2 separate regions of the Mus musculus genome follow, and region 1 is linked to region 2. The links are chromatin contacts, called in public Hi-C maps. All regions are on one chromosome and are shown on one strand. The core of a region is the stretch at or near the end of the contact, and the rest is flanking DNA. Distances in the headings are between cores, read along the strand shown.

What was found. A called contact is a pair of places that touch in the nucleus more often than the background predicts.
Region 1: a Hi-C map of embryonic stem cells shows a contact between it and region 2, with 2.9 times the contacts expected there. The contact joins the promoter of Fut9 here to the enhancer-like site in region 2. A contact is called at or near these places in 4 of 39 promoter capture datasets (cranial neural crest, hippocampal neurons and liver), 2 of 484 Hi-C or Micro-C datasets (cerebral cortex and embryonic stem cells) and 3 of 115 datasets of contacts at active chromatin or transcription factors (embryonic forebrain and embryonic stem cells).

Annotation. Positions count from the first base shown.
Region 1 is chr4:25,795,467-25,801,755 of GRCm38.p6, forward strand. It overlaps Fut9 (fucosyltransferase 9), which reads right to left and starts at 4,537. Exons shown (of 3, transcript NM_010243.3): 1 at 4,123-4,537.
Region 2 is chr4:25,323,098-25,330,266 of GRCm38.p6, forward strand. No RefSeq gene overlaps it. Among named protein-coding and RNA genes, the nearest start is that of Ufl1, 45 kb to the left of the region's middle. Within about 2 kb of position 2,909, at least 4 of the 459 cell types and tissues checked have an H3K27ac peak or open chromatin away from gene starts, as enhancers often do. A contact at or near this core is called in embryonic stem cells, where this site is marked.

The sequences.
Region 1 (6,289 bases), core at 3,287-5,786, 470 kb after region 2:
ATTGAGCCAGCAATAAGGATGGCGTCTCATTAACATATTCGTTTATTTTTTTCATGGCCCCATATTGATGAAAATAAATTTACAGATGCCAGGATGTGGTCTTGAACTTTGTGAAACATATTTTTCTTCCCCAACTCCCCAAGCTACACAGTCTATAGGAGACAAGCAGCAAAGTAGAAAGTAAGCACACCAATATGTAAACTCTCTTTGCAGTGAAGCAAGGATTTCACTGGAAACAGACCAGTGAAACGCCAAATTCATTTCTGTTCCATGCCTAAAGAAGCCAACATCTACTTAGGGGAATGTGTTTCAATCCAGTTAAAATGAAAAACATCTGTGGTATAATATTACTATAAAAGAAACTTACACTGTATGATATACAATTAATAACAAGAAGTGAAAAAAATAATGGCTATATTAAGTAGCCTTGTAACTGGAAGATTTTTAAAGTGTTTCCCAAGCTTTAAGAAGAAAGTGACCAATTAAGTGTCGGGAAGACTGCGTACCATCAACTATGCTGAGTAAAGTTGAAGCATTGAGATGACCCTGAAGCAGCACCAAACCTTTGGTTGTTTATCTGCCCATTTTCTTTCATACTGAAACTGAATTATCCTGCATTACCTTTCTCAGAAACAACGAGGGGGCTTGTTTTTATACTCTGGAAAAACAGATACAGTATGAAAAGAGTAAGCCCGGAATCCAATTCTGAATCTGGTAATTACTTAGGAACCTTGGGTAAATCATGATTCAAATAACAGAAGCAGAATGCCCTTCAAATTCTCCCATCCACACCTAACTTCAGTGTCATCCATTTGCAATAAAATGAATGGAAGTGGGTCTCCAGTAGCCACAAGCCCCAGCACAAAATTTAAATGTCTTTTGTCGGTTTGAGCTTTCCTTTTGTCATTTTGAATGAGTGATTCCCAGTACAGCCCAGGTTAACTTTGAAAGGATATCCTTCCAGTCTCAAGTCTCCCAAACACCAGAATTACAGGAATGAAACATGAGACTCCATTATGTAGAAGTCATAATCACACGTCCTCAAAACCTGTGAGACTGTGGTTGAGACAGGAAGCTAGCATAGAAATGATCACTCTTTGTTTTCTAAGAAGGCTTGTTGTTAAATATTACTGTATATACTGAAGCTAAAAAAAAAAAAAACCTACAAAAAAAAGCGCTTATATAATGACTTGCTATCCATTCCATTGGCTGCTTTTTCAGCTAAGAAAATGTTTGTGTTTTAATATACAGACTTTTGTGAATTAAATCATATGTAAATGTACATAAAATCGAGTAAGATGTTCACCAATGTAAATTCGCCAGCATGAGATATTTACCTCCATCAAACATTGTAAATTTAAGCATTAGTTTATACATTCCTTGTCCAAAGTCTTGGTTTTAAATTTGTTTAGAACTCAGTTCACTTAGACAGATTACATGAGTTTGCCTTTGCATCTCAGATTCTAGAAATAATCACTTCATAAAAAGGAGAAAATGTTGTGTTAGTTTTTTTTCCTAAAAAAAAAAAAGGAGGCTTCTGAAAAATCACATTGGGAAACAGCTACTACCTAAAACTTTAGGGATTGTGCTCAGTTATCGTCATCTGGGTAAGTTTCAAGCTGGTGGTCACAGGTTCTTTATTTTCACCCCATGTTCGTCATCTCCCTCAGCCTTTATCTCTTCACCTTACATTCTCAGTAAAACCATGCATGGACTAAAGGCAACTTGTTGATGAAATTCCTGTGTCATTTACACAACTGCTAATCCCCTTTGCCAAGGCAAATATTGACTTTACACCTGTCCTCTTGGTAGCAATGTAAAGAAGAGCATCACACACTCACCAATGCACCATTCCAATACTGGTGTTCCTGTCTCTTCATCTGTTATATTTGATGATTTTGCAGAGTCTTCCTAACTACAGGACCTTTAAATCCAGAAGGGTTTTGACTTCTGTATAAGAATCCATAACAAGAACCTCTGCTCTATTTTATGAGAAATTCATTTTCATGTTCATAGATGATTCTTAGGCAGTGTTAATATTTTGACATAAACTACAATGCTGTTAGAATGCTTTGATCTCAACTTCTGCTTACCACAAAAACAGAGCATTCAGCATTACTCCAAGCTCTGCTTCGTTCAACTGTGACGTATCTATTCAGTGAAGACTCATTATTGCTGGATATACTGTACATACCAATTACCCTATTGCTAAACAAAATACAAATATCTCCAGAGGGAAATTTAAAAGATTCTTTAATTCATCTTCTAAGTCGCCTATTGTCCACTCGGCATGCCATATGTGAATGTCTGCAGCAGTTGCAAACTTAAATACATAGTTTTGAGTATTTTTCTTAGTCCAACAGTAAGGTTAATTAGGCAAATTTCTGTATTTAGGAAACCAACAGTAGTACACCTGGCCCTCGTGAATTTTGGTGCAGCTGAACACATTTGCTGAAAACCACTGCTGGTCACTTTGCTCCTGCCCTGAGACAAGGACTACCAAGAAAGCAAAGTGAAATAAAATGCTTGACAATGGGAAAGGTGGGATTTTAAAGGTAATCATTGGTAAACAAACTCATCGTATATTTGATCAAATTTCCCTTTCTATTTTATATAGAGGGAGAATCGCCTGTCCAAGAAGAGGACTGAAAACATCATCCTCTCCACCAACTGCAAACAGGAGAATGGCAAGTCAAGTCTCATTCCCCCTAAATTGCTTACAGTAATATCAAAACACTTATTCACACAGTCCATTCTTAAATAGGGTATTCCCCTTCAAAGTTTCTTACATTTCTTTGAATACTCCCAATTTTCCTTAAACATTAACCCTATGTTCACGTCTGTGCAGTAAGATGCCGCCACACAATATTTTACAAGTTGTTTGAATGTAAATCATAAGTTGTATGGGATCTTGCTTTTCACTACAGCACAGAGGAATCTTGAATACAAATTTTAGTATTTAAATCACCTCCTTTCCTGTTCACAGGAACCCTCCACTCCCCGTCAGATTCACTCTTTGAACACAATGCTTATTTTTGTTCAAGCTAACCACAAATGATAAGCCTGATTCCAGCAGGAAGGTCTGCTGCATTCAGGAAACTCATTAGGATAGCTAGAGACTACACCTACACCGCCCCTGAAGCGCGTGGTGTGGAAGTTCTCTGTACAACCTTCCGCTCTTAGGTCAATAAACACAAAGGAAATAAGGGCTTTAACTTATTGAAATTTAAAATCATAACAACAATAATAAAGCGATTGTAAACGGTATGTCTGGTTCCACCTCTTTTTAAAAAAGCTGCCTATCCTTAAAAGTTGCCGCCGAGATTTGGTGGCGTAGCTTAGGGAGATTCACAGCTGGACTGTGTAAGGTGCTCTGCTCTAAACCTGAAAAAAAGGTAGATTCTGTGATAACAGGTAAAATAATATGGGCCCTTCCTTGTGCTCAGCGGACAAGCCCTCAGACAAGAAGGAATCTAAGCGATGTAAATAGTTGGGCACTTTGAAACAATGACAAAAAGTTTAGTCCCAAAAGATTTCCTGTTTTTGTCCTCTTTCCATGGTTGATTATCACCTTAATAGCCCAGGTGCAGAGACACAATAAACAGAACACACCGCGTGTCAGTGTGGGTTTGGAGGTGAGTGTCAGAAAAGCTTCAAGACAGCATCATGTGGAAGCAATGAGGTCAGCATTCACTAAGTCTCTGAGGAGGAACGGGATGGCAGGACCAATGACTCTGTGGTCAGGCTTTGAGGGAAGGTGGGTCAGAGGAGGACTTTGTGGAGAAACCTAGGTCCGAGCGCTAGGCAGAAGACAGAATTCACAAAAACCTGGGGACAACAAGGGCAGCAATGACTCTCTTTGAAGTGACACCAGGAGAAGGCTATCTGCCCGGGGAATGAGGGTAGCAGCGGGAGGGCAGGAGGGTGACAAGGGACTAAGATGTACAAGCAGCTATCTCTGGAAGAGAAAGGGTTCAAGTTCCAAGCTGGTTGAGTTAAAACCAAATGTCCCCGGGGACCTGTGCCAGGAGGGTACCCAGCAGGTGGTCGGGGTGCCTCATCTAACGATGTACGGTGGGCGCTCAGTCCTGTGCCTGACCCCCTAGAGTCTCTGGTACTCACCGATCCCAGCGAGGGAAAGCTCCATCCAGGGCGCGGGAGGGCAGCGCGGCGCGGGCGGGACGAGGGCTGGCGGTGGTGGCGGCGCTGTCCTAGTAGCGTAGCCGGAGTCCGGGGGTAGCCAAGAGGCGAGAGCGGCGGCGGGGTCTCAAGGCACCGGGTGAGGAAAGATCCAGGGCTCCAGAGCTGCAGCGCCCCGCGCGCTCTCTTCCCATCTCCCGGGCTGCCGAGGTTGCTGCTGCCCAGAGCAGCCAGGAGAGGGGGAGGGGAGCAGGCACGCGGCAGGGAGGGAGAGCAAAGAAAGCAGGGAGGGGGGAAGGGATGCGCGAGGGGAGATGGAGATGATCACCGAGAGTTGGGAAGAGAAGGGAGGAGCATAGCAGCCGGGTACAGGTTCCCACCAGAGGAGCTCCAAAATGAGCCTGTGGGTCTTGCCCCAATACCCTGCCGCTCCATGCTAACCCCCTTCGCGCCCTTTCCTTTGGCTCTTCCTCCGGTGACTGTGCCTGGGAGTACCCACGCTCGGCTGCGGATGCAGTTTCAGCAAGCCACCGCGTGTGTTGAGTCGGGAGGCTGCAGAGACACAGCATTGCTCTCCAGGCCTGTGGCACCTGTGCGCGCACACATAGCCACTGGTTCCATTGCTGCGTCTCCGATATGCAGACTCTTAGTCTGCCACCCTCCTCCACTCTCCTTTTAGGTCAAACTGTGGACTTGCAGCAACCGCTTCTGTCAGTTCCTTATTGCTGTCCCCCACCCCCACCCCCCAGGCGCTATTTGGCACGGACTGTCCAGCCAGAAGGCGACAGCAGGGAGCTCAATGCAGGCAACCTTCTCCAGTCCCTTGTATCTGCTGCCTGTGTTTGTTCTTCACTGGGGTTGACCAGCTAAAGTCCGGGGTCAGGTTGGGGGGTGATTAAAATTAAACTAAAATAGGAGGGGCAGATTGTCTGGAACCAAATTCTCAGTGATTTGGGAAGGTTGTAAATGTGAAGGGCAGTGTTGTGCTCAGAATTGACTCTTCTCTGTAAGCAACATTAAAATATAAATTCATAGGTAGATAGACACATAGAAAGATAGATGGATAGATAGATACATGGATGGATAGATAGAAAGACAGAAAGAAAGGTAGGAAGGAAAGAAGGAAGGAAGGAAGGAAGGAAGGAAGGAAGAAGGAAGAGAGAGAAAGAAAGGATAGATGGATGGATAGATAGATAGATAGATAGATAGAGCTCCACTTTGCAAAGTTTTTGTTTATTTTGTTGGACTACAAGTCAATCCTCGAAATTTACTTTTAGACTACGATTCAAATACATATAGAAAGTATATTTAGGGGCTCCTCTTACACTCAAGAATCAAGGAATAAATTCACACATTTAGTAAATATAACGACAATCAGAGTATCGCTGACTGATTTCTGTGAACCTTGATTTTGTTTCATAATCTTCGCATTCTGATTGGAAATAGGCAGCAGACAGGAAGCAAGTGGATGATGTGTGTAATGATACAGGTAGAAAAAGTAGTCTAGTTAAACTCTCTTCAAATGATACAGTAAGTATCCCTGTACTTCTTAGCAGAGCACTGGAGAAAGGAAGTTCTGGGGTGTGTGTGTGTGTGTGTGTGTGTGTGTGTGTGTGTGTGTGCATGTGTGTGTGTGTGTGCATGTGTGTGTGTGTGTGTGTGCATGTGTGTGTGTTGCATGTGTGTGTGTGCATGTGTGTGTGGGTGTGTGTGTGGGTGTGTGTGCATATGTGTGTGTGTGCATGTGTGTGTGAGTGCATGTGTGTGTGTGCATGTGTGTGTGGGTGTGTGCGTGTGTGTGTGTGCATGTGTGTGTGCATGTGTGTGTGTGCATGTGTGTGTGTGTGTGTGTGCGCGCGCGCGCGCGTGTGTGTGTGTGTGTGTGTGTATGTGCACCAAGCATGTGTCCATGGGCTCACACTGCTTTTCTGAATGTAGAAATCTTCATGTGCTAAAGGATCTTAGTCTCTAAAATAATTTAGACATTTTACTTTACATAATTATGCCTTATATAACAAATGTACTCATATTAAAATAAATGCTTTCTCAGTTATGAATGCAGTGTGAAAAACATTTTTACTGCAACAAGTCAGCCTTACATATTATTGAAAAACTTCTATCTCTTCCTGTATTGTTTTACTTGAAGAAA
Region 2 (7,169 bases), core at 1,659-4,158:
GGGAAACTCTGGCTATAAGACACTAAAATACAAGGAATCATAGATGACTAATGAAAGTTAAATTAGCCAAGGGCATATATGTAATTCCAGCACTTGGGAGGGAAAATAATGAGGATTGTGAGTTTAAGACCATACTGAGCAATGTAGCAAATGTCAGCCAGGGGAACATGGGAAGGCACTGTCTCAAAGATTCAATTACGGAAAAATACTAAAATTCTGTAACTGAAAAGTATATTTCCTGAATGAAAAATTCACTAATGGTTTTCTCAGTAAATTGGATGTCACAGAAGAGAATCAATAAAGTAGGAGGCAGATCAATGACAATTACCTAATCTAAGTATAGGGAGATTTTGTTTTGTTTTTATTTTTTATTTTATTTTTTCTTCCTTTTATTGGATATTTTCTTTACTTAGATTTCAAGTGTTATCCCCTTTCCTGGTTTCCCCTCCGGAATCCCCCTATCCCATCCTCCCTCCCCCTGCTTCTATTACGGTGTTCACCCACCCACTCCTGCCTCCCCACCATGGCATTTCCCTACACTGGGGCACTGAGCCTTCACAGGACCAAGGGCCTCTCCTCCCTTTGATGACCAATTAGGTATATGCAGCTGGAGCCATGAGTCCCACCATGTGTACACTCTGATCAGTGGTTTAGTCCCTGGGAGCTCTGGGGGCGTCTGGTTGGTTGATCTTGTTCTTCTTCCTATGGGGTTGGAAACCTCTTCAGTTCCTTCAGTCCTTTTTCTAACTCCTCCATTGGGAACCCCATGCTCAGTCCAATGGTTGACTGTGAGCATCCACCTATGTATTGTCAGGCTCTAGCAGAGCCTCACACAAGACAGCCATAGCCTGCTCCTGTCAGCAAGGACTTCTTGGCATCAACAACAGTGTCTGGGATTGGTGTCTGTATATGGGATGGATCCCCAGGTGGGGCAGTCTCTGGATGGCCTTTCCTTCAGTCTCTGTTCCACACTTTGTCTCTGTATTTCCTCCCATGAGTATTTTGTTCCTCCTTTTTTGTTAGATATTTTCTTCATTTACATTTCAAATGCTATCCTGAAAGTCCCCTATACCCTCCCTCCCTCTGCCCTGCTCCCCAATCCACCCTCTTCTGCTTTCTGGCCCTGGTATTCCCCTATACTAGGGCATATAATCTTCCTAAGACCAAGGGCCTTTCCTCCCATTGATGACCAACTAGGCCATCCTCTGCTACATATGCCACTAGAAGCAAGCTCTGGGGGGTACTGGTTAGTTCATATTGTTGTTCCTCCTATAGGGTTGCAGACCCCTTTAGCTCCTTGGGTCTTTCTCTAGCTCCTTCATTGGGGCCCTTGTGTTCCATCCAATAGATGACTGTGAGCATCCACTTCTGTGTTTGCCAGGCACCGGCATAGCCTCACAAGAGGCAGTTATATCAGGGTCCTGTCAGTAAAATTGTGCTGGCATATGCAATAGTGTCTGGGTTTGGTGGTTCTTTATTGGGTGGATCCCTGGGTGGGGCAGTCTCTGGATGATCCTTCCTTCCTTCTCAGCTCCAAACTTTGTCTCTGTAACTCCTTCCATGGGTATATTATTCCCCATTCTAAGAAGGAACAAAGCATCCACATTTTGGTCTTCCTTCTTCTTGAGTTTCACTTGATTTGCAAATTGTATCTAGGGTATTCTAAGTTTCTGGGCTAATATCCACTTATCAGTGAGTGCATATCATGTGTGTTCTTTTGTGATTGGGTTACCTCACTCAGGATGATAACCTCCAGATCCATCCATTTGCCTAAGAATTTCATGAATTCATTGTTTTTAATAGCTGAGTAGCACTCCATTGTGTAAATATACCACATTTCTGTATCCATTCCTCTGTTGAGGGACATATGGGTTCTTTCCAGCTTCTGGCTATTATAAACAAGGCTTCTGTGAACATGGTGGAGCATGTGTCCTTATTATAAGTTGGAACATCTTCTGGGTATATGCCCAGGAGAGGTATTGCTGGATCTTCTGGTAGTACTATGTCCAATTGTCTGAGGAACTGCCAGACTGATTTTCAGAGTGGTTGTAGCAGCTTGCAATCCCACCAGCAATGGAGAAATGTTTCTCTTTCTCCACATCCTCGCCAGCATCTGCTGTCACCTGAATTTTTGATCCTAGCCATTCTGACTGGTGTAAGGTGAAATCTCAGGGTGGTTTTGATTTGCGTTTCCCTGATAATTAAGGATGTTGAACATTTTTACAGGGCCTTCTCAGCCATTCAGTATTCCCCAGTTGAGAATTCTTTGTTTAGCTCTGTACCCCATTTTTAATGGGGTTATTTTATTTTCTGGAGTCCACCTTCTTATATTGGATATTAGTCCCCTATTGGATTTAGGATTGTGTCTTTGGCCTTACAAAAGCCTTGCAATTTTATGATGTCCCATTTGTTGATTCTCGATTATACAGCACCAGCCATTGATGTTCTGTTTTTGAATTTTTCTGCTGTGCCATATCTTCGAGGCTTTTCCCCACTTTCTCCTCTATAAGTTTCAGTGTCTCTGGTTGTTCCTCCTTCTAAGAAGGACTGAAGCATCTACACTTTAGTCTTCCTTCTTCTTGAGCCTCTTGTGCTCTTTGAATTGTATCTTGGGCATTCCAAGCTTTTAGGCTATTCACTTATCAATGAATGGATGCAGAAAGTTTTGCATGGCTTCAATGACACAAAAGATAACATGAATCAGTGTAATACATGACTAATTTGAACTACTGAAAGAGCGAGGGCACAGAATGAGCCTGACTGTGGAGAGCTGTTTTGGGTGCCCCTCGGCAGGAATCTGATGTTGGCCAAGGACAAGGAAATGGGCTCCAGGCAGGAATCTGACATTGGAGCATGACAAAGAAGTAAGTTCAGGAAGGGACTTGACATTGGCCAAGGACAAGGAAGTAAGAATTTGGTTTTAGGGTAGAACAAAGAAGTAGGCTCAGATATCTTGATCACCGGAGTGATCATGGGGCTTTGTGTTTATTGTCTTTCTTGTTCCTTGACTATTGTCTTTCTATTTCCTCATTGTGCTGCTTGCTCTTAATACCTGCATGTAATTAAAATGGTATAAAAAGCAGATTGGGAAAATTAAATTTGCCTTCAGTCTCAGAATTGACTGGGGTCATGCTACAATGTTGTCTGTCTTTTTTCTTTTTAATCCTCACTCCCACACTGGAGAACCTGTTGACTGACTGAGTAGGCTTAGTCACATGACAAATGGTTGAAAATACAGTGACTAAAGTTAAGTGAGAAACATTAATGTTTAGATTGAGAAATCAGTGTATGCTAGATAGCAGGAGTACGATGTACTCTTCTTCAAAAGATATAGAAAAGATAAGATAAAGGTAAAAATTTGAAAGCCAGTAAAGAAAAAAATAACATTATAGCTGAAATATGAACAGTAGATATTATAGTCCCTTTTGTTTACTTGACAAAAACCTAGCCATATCTGGGATGAGGGAATATCAATTTAGGAACTAACTCTATCAAATTTGGTTGGGAACATGTCTTTTGGATATTTCTTCTTTTTTAATTTAATTTTTTCATTAATTTGTATTCATTCATTCACTTTACATCCCAATATCTGACCCCCTCCTCCCAGTACCCTCCTTGAACAGCTTCTTTCCTCATTCTGTCTCCTGGCACATAACCCTACTTTGGCACATGAAGTCACTGCAGTACTAGGCATATTCTCTCCCATAGAGGTCAGACAAGACAGCCCACCCAGTTAAGTGAACAGGATCAATAGGCAGGCAACAGGTTCAGGGACAGACCTTGCTCTAGTTGTTGGTAAACATGCATGAGACCAAGCTGCACATCTACTACATATATGCAGAGGGCCTAGGAATAGTCCATGTATGCTCCTTGGATGGTGGTTCAGTTTCTGTGAGCTCCCAGAGGTCCATGATAGTCGACTTTGCTGGTCTTCTTGTAGAGTCTTTGTCCTCCTCAGTTCCCTCAATCCTTCTCCCAACTCTTCTACAAGACTCCCCTAGCACTCATTTAATGTTTGGCTATGGGTCTCTACATCTGTTTCAGTCAGCTGCTGGGTGGAGGTCCTCAGAGGGTAATTATGCTAGTCTCCTCTCTGCAAGCATAACAGAGTATCATTAATAGTGTCAGGAATTGGTTCTTGCTCATGGGGTAAGTCTTGATTTTGAACATTAATTGTTTGGCCATTCCCTCTGTCTGCTCCATCTTTGTCCCTATACATGTTATAGACAGGGCAAAGTTCATGTTGAGGGTTTTGTGAGTGGGTTGTTGTCCTTATCCTTCCACTGGGAGTCCTGCCTGATTACAGGCAATGGCCACTTCAGGCACTATATCTGCTTCTGCTAGGAATCTGAGCTAGAGTCATCCCATAGACCCCTGGGACCTCCCCCCATCCCGGGTCTCTGACATGCTGAATATTTTCTTATTTTCTTATTGATGTAGGTGGTCTCAGTCTACTGTTGGAGGTCCCATCCCTATGTATGTGGGACTAGGCCATCTAAGAACAGAAGCACTGCAAGTCAGGAGAAGCAAAATTTTGCACATTATTTCTCTTTGCTTTAGTTACTGCTTTGGGGTTCCTGCTTTGAGTTTATCCCATGTCTTCCCTCTCTGATAGACTGAATTGTGTAAGCTAAAACAAACCTTACCTTCCCCAAATTGCTTTAGGCAGAGTTCATCAAAGCAAGGGAACAAACTAGGACAGCAGTTGTTTGTTGATCTTGATGTTGAAGGACTAAAGCAATAGACCAGCCCTAGAGCAAAGAGAGCTATCCCTGAAGGATTTTATTTCCAGTAATATATTCTTTAAAATGAGGATTAAACAAAGAATTTTTTTTACTAAACCAAATTTGGGAGATAATAATTATCAGAAGGCCTGTGCTTTTTAATACTTGGCAAAGAATATTTTTCATCCTGAGAGGGAAATCACATCCTAGAAAAATTACACCCACTGGAAAGTAATAAGAGGATAAGTAATAAGTGCAAATATGTAGGTAGATATAAAGGGAATGGACACTTTTTCCCAATATAGTTGACATTATTTTCAATACAATGGATTGAACCTGGGCTTTTCATGTGCCTGACAAGTACTCTGACACTGAGCTACATCTCTAGGCTATGATAACTGACTTTGGAGGTTAATAATATATTTAGAACACAGAAAAAGTGTTTGTACACAGTAGCACAAAAGACAGAAGGAGGAAAATGGAATTTTATTTTTGGAAAAATTTTAATTATATGTAATCTAAATTAATTGATGAGATAAACACATAAAATAATCTCATTGCCATAGATATACAGTAAGCAACTTCACTGAAATATGTTTAAAATTATTTGAATAATGTCCAACAACAAGAACATGTAGAAGAAGTAAAGCCTACTAGTAAACTAATGTTCTTAATTCCACTATAAAGTAATTGTATTGAAATTTGAGTTTACAGAGCAGACAAGAGACAGAGTAGATGGCAACAGAGATGGAATGAATAAGTGGTGAGTAAGGCCAGGGGTATCATTGTGCTATCCACTTAAGGCATTGTACAGTAAAAAACTGTTTGAAAAAATGTGGTACTTCTATATCATCTCTCCTTTACTTGCTATCTATCTTCTATCTTAGAAATTCCAGCCCTTTTGGAATGGGAAAGCGGAGAGGTAAGATGTAGCTGCTAGAGTTTCCTGGTATCATGGCAGATCCACAAGAGTTTGCCACCGAAGGAATCAGATTTTAAAAAGGCTTACAAGATTAGGTTCTAGTTGTTGCACCCAGAGATTGAGTTACCATTATTTCTGAAAAAAAAAAAGTCCATAGATTCATTAGACTTAGTTTTGAATCATACATATATCTCAGTATTGTTAATTGCTTATTTCCTTTTCTTCATTCATTGTGCCCTCAAATATCCAGGTCCTAAATTTTATTTATTTTGGATACTTGTAACAGTCCAGAAGGTACATAAATATCTAACACCTAATGAGGCAAAAGAGTTGGTCTGGTACAGTCATAATTGCTTATTTCCTGTATGATTACTTTCACTTAATACCATCTAGCAAAATAATGCACGCGCGTGTGCGCGCACACACACACACACACACACACACACACACACACACACACAGACACACACCTGAATCATAGTCAAAATGTAAACATGAAAAACTACATAATCTCCACAATGAATGATTTCATTTCATGAAAATAAAGTTTTCATTCATGTGAAAAATTTAAACAAGAGTATGGTGGTGTTCAACTTTTGAGTGTCTACCCTATATTTACTCCTTAAGTGTTTATTGGTCCAAGATAGTTATCATAAAATTTTAGTACTGACTGTAAATTTGGCACAACCTAGAATTAGATGGAAAGACTATAACTGAGAATTTATTTTCATCAGTTAGGCCTGTATCTGGTACATCTGATAGGGCATATCTGGGATGGATTGTTCTGACTGTTAATTGATGTACGAAGGGCCAAGCCATTATGTGTGACATCTTTCCCTGGTCATGTTGTCCTGTGCTTTATAAGGAAGCTAGCTAAGTATGAACCAATGAGCAAGCCAGCTAGAAAGCAGCATCCTCTATAGTCCTCACTTATACTTCCTTAGCTATGAGTGAGTTTCTTTATCAGAGGCAATGCTTTGTGGAGTAGCAAGCATCCTGCCTTCAGGTTTCTACCTTGAGTTCCTGTCCCCACTTTCCTCAAAGATTAGCTATGACCTGGAAGTATAAGATAAAATAAATCCTTTGGTCTCCAAGTTGGTTTTGGTCAGAGTATTTTATCAAAACAACCAAAAAGGAATTAGGACATGCTGGGACAGGGTTGTCCATATTCTAATAAGCAGTATTCTCTTTGTGTAGAAATTGTCCCTTACTGCTCTCAGTGGCTATTTCAAAGCTGTGTTCTATGTAAAAGCAGGAAAACCCACAAGAACTTACCTTAACATTATCAACTAATTTTTCAGTGGTTAAAACTTTCTGAGCTAGCCAACAGTTTATCATTTGTCACTGTTCATAATTCTAACCCTCTTCTGTACAATGTATTCTCAAATTGGATTGGATTGTGGGTCCCAGATAACATTAAAGAATCTCATTGTTGATTGAAACCCTAATACCTGTAAGTAGTCAAAGACATATACAACTCAAGACAGTACATAAATGCTTGATGTGAACAAAGCCAAAATTCA